Linked DNA regions of Sus scrofa: region 2 is linked to region 1. A link is a contact called in public HiChIP or PLAC-seq data. All regions are on one chromosome and are shown on one strand. The core of a region is the stretch at or near the end of the contact, and the rest is flanking DNA. Distances in the headings are between cores, read along the strand shown.

The links. HiChIP or PLAC-seq counts read pairs in DNA pulled down with a chosen protein or histone mark.
Region 2: a contact with region 1 is called in an H3K27ac HiChIP or PLAC-seq map of skeletal muscle, with 2.7 times the contacts expected there. The contact joins two enhancer-like sites. A contact is called at or near these places in 1 of 47 Hi-C or Micro-C datasets (omental adipose tissue) and 1 of 2 datasets of contacts at active chromatin or transcription factors (skeletal muscle).

What each region holds. Positions count from the first base shown.
Region 1 is chr16:34,607,350-34,611,074 of Sscrofa11.1, forward strand. All of the region lies in intron 4 of PLPP1 (phospholipid phosphatase 1), which reads right to left. Among named protein-coding and RNA genes, the nearest start is that of DHX29, 130 kb to the left of the region's middle. Within about 2 kb of position 2,457, at least 27 of the 83 cell types and tissues checked have an H3K27ac peak or open chromatin away from gene starts, as enhancers often do. A contact at or near this core is called in skeletal muscle, where this site is marked.
Region 2 is chr16:34,779,566-34,783,314 of Sscrofa11.1, forward strand. It overlaps SLC38A9 (sodium-coupled neutral amino acid transporter 9), which reads right to left. Exons shown (of 16, transcript XR_002339779.1): 12 at 1,576-1,689; 13 at 1-9. Among named protein-coding and RNA genes, the nearest start is that of PLPP1, 40 kb to the left of the region's middle. Within about 2 kb of position 1,521, at least 12 of the 83 cell types and tissues checked have an H3K27ac peak or open chromatin away from gene starts, as enhancers often do. A contact at or near this core is called in skeletal muscle, where this site is marked.

The sequences.
Region 1 (3,725 bases), core at 1,207-3,706:
GACCTAGCTATTCCTGTCTTGAACCTGACCAGTGAGTCAAATCAAGAGCTCAGAGCAAATCAGGTATAACCTGTGTCTGTGCAGAGCCCAGTTTCAGGAAATAAACTAGTCTGAAGAGAATTAGCCTTATGACTCGAACAATATCCTCCAAAGAATGGCTTCACTGAAACCAGGCATCACTACTGGCCTTGTGTAGAGGAAGGTTCCAGGGGGAATCTGTCTCCAAGGAGAACAAGCTGAGCCACTCTTCCAGGCAGGGCTTCTGGTCAGGAAAACCCCACAGAGTTACTGCTCGAATCTCAGCAAAGTAAAACCTATTGAAAATGGGTTGAAAATAAGCTACCATGCCTGGTATTTTTAAAGAAATAAAAGCTTAGCTGGGCTATTACTAGAGATTCACAAAGGCAGGCCCCCCCCCCCACTTTTTTTGCTTTACACTCGGCATGTGGAAGTTGGAGGGATCAAACTTGCACCACAGCTGTGATGCCAAATCCTTAACCCAGTGTGCCACCAGGGAACTTCATAAAGGCAATTTTGTTATTCCTTAGGGCAAGAAGGGCAGAAGGAATCGATTTGCTCAAAATAACTAGGTATTCAAGTTCAGAGAGGAGGGTTGTAGGACGGAGTGCCACCATGCAGGTAGCATAGGCTTTACTGCCAAGTACAGAGAGGCCTCCCGAACACAGAGAACCTAACACTTGTGCACCACTTTATGAAAAGCTTTGTGATAGTTTTATGAGTCAATAAAGAAGACCTGGTCAGAATAAATAGGATTTCCCAGTGGACAGGGCCACATGGAAAAAAAAAATTAGGTGTACGTTTCTCCTTTTGTGTAAAACATAATCCTTTTTTTAAATAAGAAAATTCAGTATCTATGATACTACTTAAGCATTCTTCTATTATTTTTATTATCACTGAAGAGAAAGATATAACCCTTTATTTTTTTTTGCCTAAAGCTTCTGAAAAAGCATTTAGTTTCTTTTTTTTTTTTTTAATTTTTTTTTTTCTTTTTACAGTCTCACCTACAGCATATGGAAGCTCCCAGGCTAGGGGTCGAATCAGAGCTGCAGCTGCTGGCCTATGCCACAGCCACAGCAATGAGGGATCTGAGCTGCGTCTGCGACCCTACACCACAGCTCACGGTGACACTGGATCCTAATCCACTAAGCAAGGCCAGGGATCAAATCCTTATCCTCATGGTCAATATGCTGAGTTCTTAACCCATTGAGCCACAACAGGAACTCCTACAATTTCATTTTTAAAATCTGATGGTTGTACAAGGTATTTTTTGAAGCTGGTTTATTTTGCCTTACCTTGACTGACCTTGTAATACTTAATTACAAAATGCTATTATCTCTTAATACAGGCTCAGCTTGGAGATACTGTGGGTTCAGTTCCAGACCATAGCAATAAAGTGAATACGGCAATAAAATAAGTCGCATGAATCTTCTGGCTTCCCAGTGCATTTACAAGTTATGTTTATACTGTACAGTGTATTAAGTGTACAACAGCATTTTGTCTAAAAAATACATACCTTAAAGAATATTACTAAGAAATGGTAACAGTCATCTGAGCCTTTAGTGAGCTATAATCTTTTTGCAACAGTATCAAAGATCACTGATCACAGATGACCATAACAAGCATAATAATAATGAAAACATCTGAAATACTTTGAGAATTACCAAAATGTGACACGGAGACAAAAAGTGACCAGATGCTGTTGGAAAGACGGCACTGATAGGCTCGCTTTGCTCAAGGTTGCCAAAAACCTTCAATTTGCAAAAAATGTACTATCAGTGAAGCGTGAGAAAGTGAAGCACAATAAAATGAGATAATGCCTGTACTCTATTCTTAAGAGGGTTTTTTCCCCATTTTCAACTAGAGTCAAGGGATCATTTTTACATTTTTAAAGGGTTATCTGAAAAAAAAAAAAAGAATTTGCAACTGAGATTGCACCTACCTGCCTTATAAAACCTAATTATTATTGGACTTATAACAAAAACTCTGCGAATCCCTGAACTAGATTTAACAACAGCATGCTCAACACAAAGAAATACACTTTGGTCTACTTACTTTGAAACATCACTCCTAAGATTAAGCCAGCACACTGTATTGTTCCACCTTCATTTGTTAAGAGACTGGGCCAGGAAAGCACCCTAAGATGGGCCTTGGTTTAATCTAGACTAATTTTGCCATCTTAAGGATTCAGAGTATTCCTATATTTAGATCCCAAATCCCACCTTAAAATTTGCCAAATTCATGTAGTTTATGGATCACTTGCCCAGTCACATCCACACTTTGGGAAACATCTTCATGAAATATCAACAGTATTAGGCAGTGTAGAGTCAATGCCAGATGAAGAAGGCTTGTGCACTTCCTAAGGGAAGTAGGTGCTGCTCAGAGTCTGAGGAAGACCGAGCTGAGGCAGCTATCCAAGCAGGCGGGGTGAGGCCCAGAGAAAGGCATTCTGTGGCAGGGCAGGGAGTCAAGCTGAAACACGGACCCTGAGGGGTACTTGGGTTCCCACTGTAGTAATTTACACAGAAATTTCATAACAGACAGTGACCTAAACAACCCGGGGTTACAGCCTCAATATTACAGTGCCGAGAAAAGTACTTTAGTACATTCCTTACTGTGTTGAAAAAAGGACAGTCTCTTCCTGTGCCTCTTTTCTAAATAATCAAGTAAATCTGGAATCACTAAGCACATTAACTGGCTACGTGCAGAGAAGCCCAGCTCTGGGTGCCTGCCAGCCTAAGCTGTCTCCACAGGTCCAACGTGAGGTGCTGTAAATGTGCAGGGCTCCGCTACCTGCTGGAGGAGAACAATGGTCTGGGTATTTTAACAGATATTTTTAACTAGGAGTTAACTTCTGGATGTCAGAATTCTTGACAGGGAAGTTCTGGCTATCAGAGACCATCCTCAGAAGATTTAAATGACTCTACATCTCCACCCAAATCTGAAACTGACCCGTGATGCCAAGATGCCTAGGGGAATGAGATGAGTCACTGCCTAAGGAATTTGGTGGGGGGGGGGTACCTAGGTGTTGCATATAAATACGAAAGCTGGAAAGCAAGGAGACATCTGTGTATTCAGAGGCTGAAATAAAAGCTGGAGTTTACATTCACCTCAAGTAAATATTTGCACTGCTCAGAGTCAGTGAAACGCAATGCATGGCTGCTTTGGCCGACTTGCTTCTCCAAAAAGGCCTTGATCTGTGACAGACCTATTTATCTGAACTTTTTTTTGTTTTGTTTTGCATTATTCCTTTACATCTAAATGGCTCATACTGAACCAAACTACCATTGAGGTAATATGCTCTCTGCTTATATCCCCAGTTTGTCTCATTTGCTCCTGAATGTCCACAGAGCAGGCTAACCACTGAGGCCCTCTACATGTTAATTTGATACTTCACAAAAGAGTTCAGTGAAACTCTATTTGAGCGAATATACAGCTGTTTTTAAAAGGTTCAAGGGAGCAAAGAAAAAGAGCAACAAAAATTAGAAGGCATGGAGTAGGACACATCTGAGAATATCCTTTGAAAATGAAAACAGTAGGACTTCCCCGGTGGCTTAGCGGGTTAAGGATCCAGCATTGTCACTGGATTGGATCCCTGGACAGGGAACTTCAGCGTGCCGCAAGTGTGGCCAAAAAAAAAAAAAAAAGAAACAGTGAGTTGAAGTTCTCTGTCACCATTTTACTTTCAGAGATCTGTATCACCTGAC
Region 2 (3,749 bases), core at 271-2,770, 170 kb after region 1:
TAAAAAATTCTGATCCAAGAAAGATAATAAAGTAATGTTACAAACCAAATTTAATACATACAAATCTATAAAATTGAATTTTTTTTGCTTATTTTGAACATAGGTTCCATCAAATGGTTTGTATATTGGCGCCCATCCACAAACTGTTAACCTTTATTCTTCAATGAGCTAAGTACATATATTGAAAGCAAATGCCCGGCAACTTAGAGAAATCTGACATTGCCACATTTTCATTCTATTTGACAAACGTATTATTCTGCAATTGATTTGACACTGAAATAACAACAACAAAGAGGATCCTATTTTCCAACACTGGTAGTTTGAGAAGTACTGCTCTATAGGGTTCAAGGATAAATTCGTTTTAGTAAATTTAAATGGCTAATTCCATGCATTTTATTCTTAATAGTTCTCTTGCTTTTCCCTTTCTGAAGCATTGTAACACTTTCAAAGTAAAGAATACAGAATAAGGTAAGAGTATACCTATCATCAAGTATCATCATTATGTATAGTTTATCAATAAATAAAAAAGAACTTATTTCTACTTCCTTTCATGATTCTTTTCTATATTTTCGTTTGGCATCTAAGAAAAAAAAGCTACTCAGGTTTTTTTTTTTTTTTCCTTTCAAATACAAATACCACAGATATTCTTATTCCCAAGCGAGTGGACTTTATATGGGATTGTTCACAGCAGGGGAATTTTCAGCAAACATTTTGCTGCCAAAGAACTTCTGGAATCAAGGAAATCAAGAGCACATTTCAAGCTATCATAACAGCAGTAACTCAAGCCTATTTGTCTTAAAAAGATGAGAACATTATTAACACTATTATGCTGAAATAACCTTCATAATTCATCTGTAATAAATTGCATTATATACTCCACTACAATCCATTAGAGGAATTTCTTCTGACTAGAAAGAAAATCACCTGTGAATGCTATTTTTTTTGTGTGAGAAATTCTTCAGTTACATTAAACTAGAGACTATACTATTCCTAAGTTTATGATCAGTTGAATCAAGGAAAATATATTTATGGCAATCTTGTAGTAAAATAATGTTTCTTTTATTTTTTCTGTCTCTTCCTCTAACAAATAGTCAGTCCTTCGCTTTGCTGCTTGTCACACAGTACCAAAATGAGTGTCAGACCTATTATTAGGGACTGACGGACTAAGACACCAGTTTATTCAGGACATCTCAAGATCTGGACTTTGGAAAATAAGGGAATTGAATATATTCTCTGTGGAAGGCTTATAAATTTAAGACTACTACTAGTAACGATTCTCCACACACACAAAAATACTATGCATATAATAGGAATCATTTACTTGAGTACCGCAAGGTGCGAGAATGCAGTAAGTTTTCTCAGAAAGTCCATTTAAAAATCTGTGGATTATGCATTATACTATTTAATGGGAGAGGAAACTGAAGCTCAGAAAGGAAGCGGAAGGTGCCTAAATTCTCACATGTATGGTAAATAGTAGAGATGGTATTCAAACCCAGGCCTGTATGGCATTACATTTTGCTACTGGATCACACTGCTTATGTAGCAGTCACGCAGAGAAGATGCACAGTGCCTTACCTGCTCTATACAATCTTTGGATAAAGGTGGTGAAGGAAATGAGGCAAAAACCAGGACTCCAATATAGAGATAGGTTAATGTCACCAGCATATAAGCAATGGACAAGTCTCTCACCTATAAAGAGAGAATAAAATTCCCACAATGTTGAATACATTTTTAATAAGTAAGCATGCTTGAATAAGGAAATAATTATCAAGATTTATCTTTTGGTCTCTGGGTGTATCTATATGTGTATGTGTATGTACCTGCTAGGTGTGCAGTCTGTTAGGAGAAAGTTGTTAAAACAAAATTCACATACTTAACAGTTAGCCTGACAGTTTCTTTTTAACTATCCTGGAGTATGTAGACTAAGCTACCTACTGGCAGACTTAGGAAGTTAACATAAGTGGTGATTTAACATGATTGAAATTCTGACTTAATTTCAAAATGTAATTTATTTACCAAATAATAAGATATTTAACTGAAATAAAGCTAAGGGACAAAAAGAAATCAAGAATAGGTGAATTTCCATATGACCTATGGAGTTAAAAATTTTTTTACTTTAGTGAATTAACTTGTTAAATCAAAGCATGCCTAGAACAAATGAGAGAGGTATATATTAAAATATTTTAATAAAGAGGGAAAGCTAAAGAGTACACAGTAAGCAGGTACTAAAGACAAGCTTACTAGACCTAAACAGTAAACAAAAGGAAATCAAAAGACAGCTGTTCAAACAGCTGCACAATGTTATGATTGGAACCAGTAAACAAATGCAGAACATTAAATAAAGTGGACTGCTTTCTTCCACTGCTGTTCCCACCCTCCCTACCTCCCATCCCCCCGCAAAGTTAAGAGCTCCAAGATATTTAATGCAGCCAGCTGTCAGATCCAAACAGAGCAGATCCCACAGCTCATAAATCTGGACTCCATCATCACTAAAGCTATGGCCAAACAATTCAGCACAACTAAATTATGGCAATAAGCCTATTCATTTTTCATTTTAAACACAAATTACTTTGAAGCAAAGAAAACAGATAAGAAAAAAATTATATACAATTTTGCCTTTGTTTGACACTACAATAAGAAAACTAGACATCTGGTATTAGGAAATATTTCTGATTTGGGGGAAAACGTTCCTCCTTAAATGGGCTAAAACAACAGTAGAGTTATAAACCTGAATGTTGATAAATTCACTTAAAAAGCAAATAACAAACAGTGAGAAATCCAAAGGTCAGATCTAAGTTGACAATCAGTTTGAAAACAAAACAGGGACCTTCAAACCCTAAATTAGATGGTGGATAGGCCTATGGAGATATAGGAAGAGAGAGAGACTGATGAAACCTCCAAGGAGGTTTCAAAGCCTTTCCTCTAGTTCATGAAGCTCAAGGAACCATCTCAGGCTAGACTTCAGTTACTCCTTGGGTTGCCTGTTGGTCTTATGTAGGATGAAGAGAAATGAACCAGGTAATCCTAAAGTCATTCAACCCTCAATCTACTCGATGTCACTCAAGAACAGAGAAGTCTTACAAAACGTAAAGTCTGGGAAGGCCAAAACAGCTGAGCCAGAATAAAGAGCGACAACTACCATTTCACAGAGAGTCTTTAGCCTTTATACCCCCGATTAGCACATTATTTTGGTCAGGCTTCTTGCAAAAACACATACCTTAGCAAACTTTCGGGGAGATCGGATGAGGATAAAAAAGCTAAGATGCAAGGGTTTCCCTATAAGATAATTTTCCCTTTCTGCTTCTCTGTTCTTACAGCACTATATATATATCTAAAATATAGCATCTTTACCTTTATTTTAACTGTCATTAATTTTTACTATGAAATAATCTATATTCATTACATGAGAATCTCAACTACAAAGAAAATTCCCTCAACACCCCCAAGTGAGCCAAGGTTAATAAGGTTAATAGTTCTATTATGCTAGTATTTTAATTTTTCTATATTTAAGTTAGGCCATACTTCAAGTCTATGAGACCCCTGAGGACAAGGACTATATATATTTTTTTTTCCTTTTCTTCTTTGGGCCACACCTGCGGCATATGGAAGTTCCCAGGCTAGAGGTCAAATTGGAGCTGCAGCTGCTGGCCTATGCCACAGCCACAGCAATGACAGATCCAAGCCACATCTGAGACCTATACCACAGCTCATGGCAATGCCAATCCACTGAGAGATGCCAGGGATCTTAA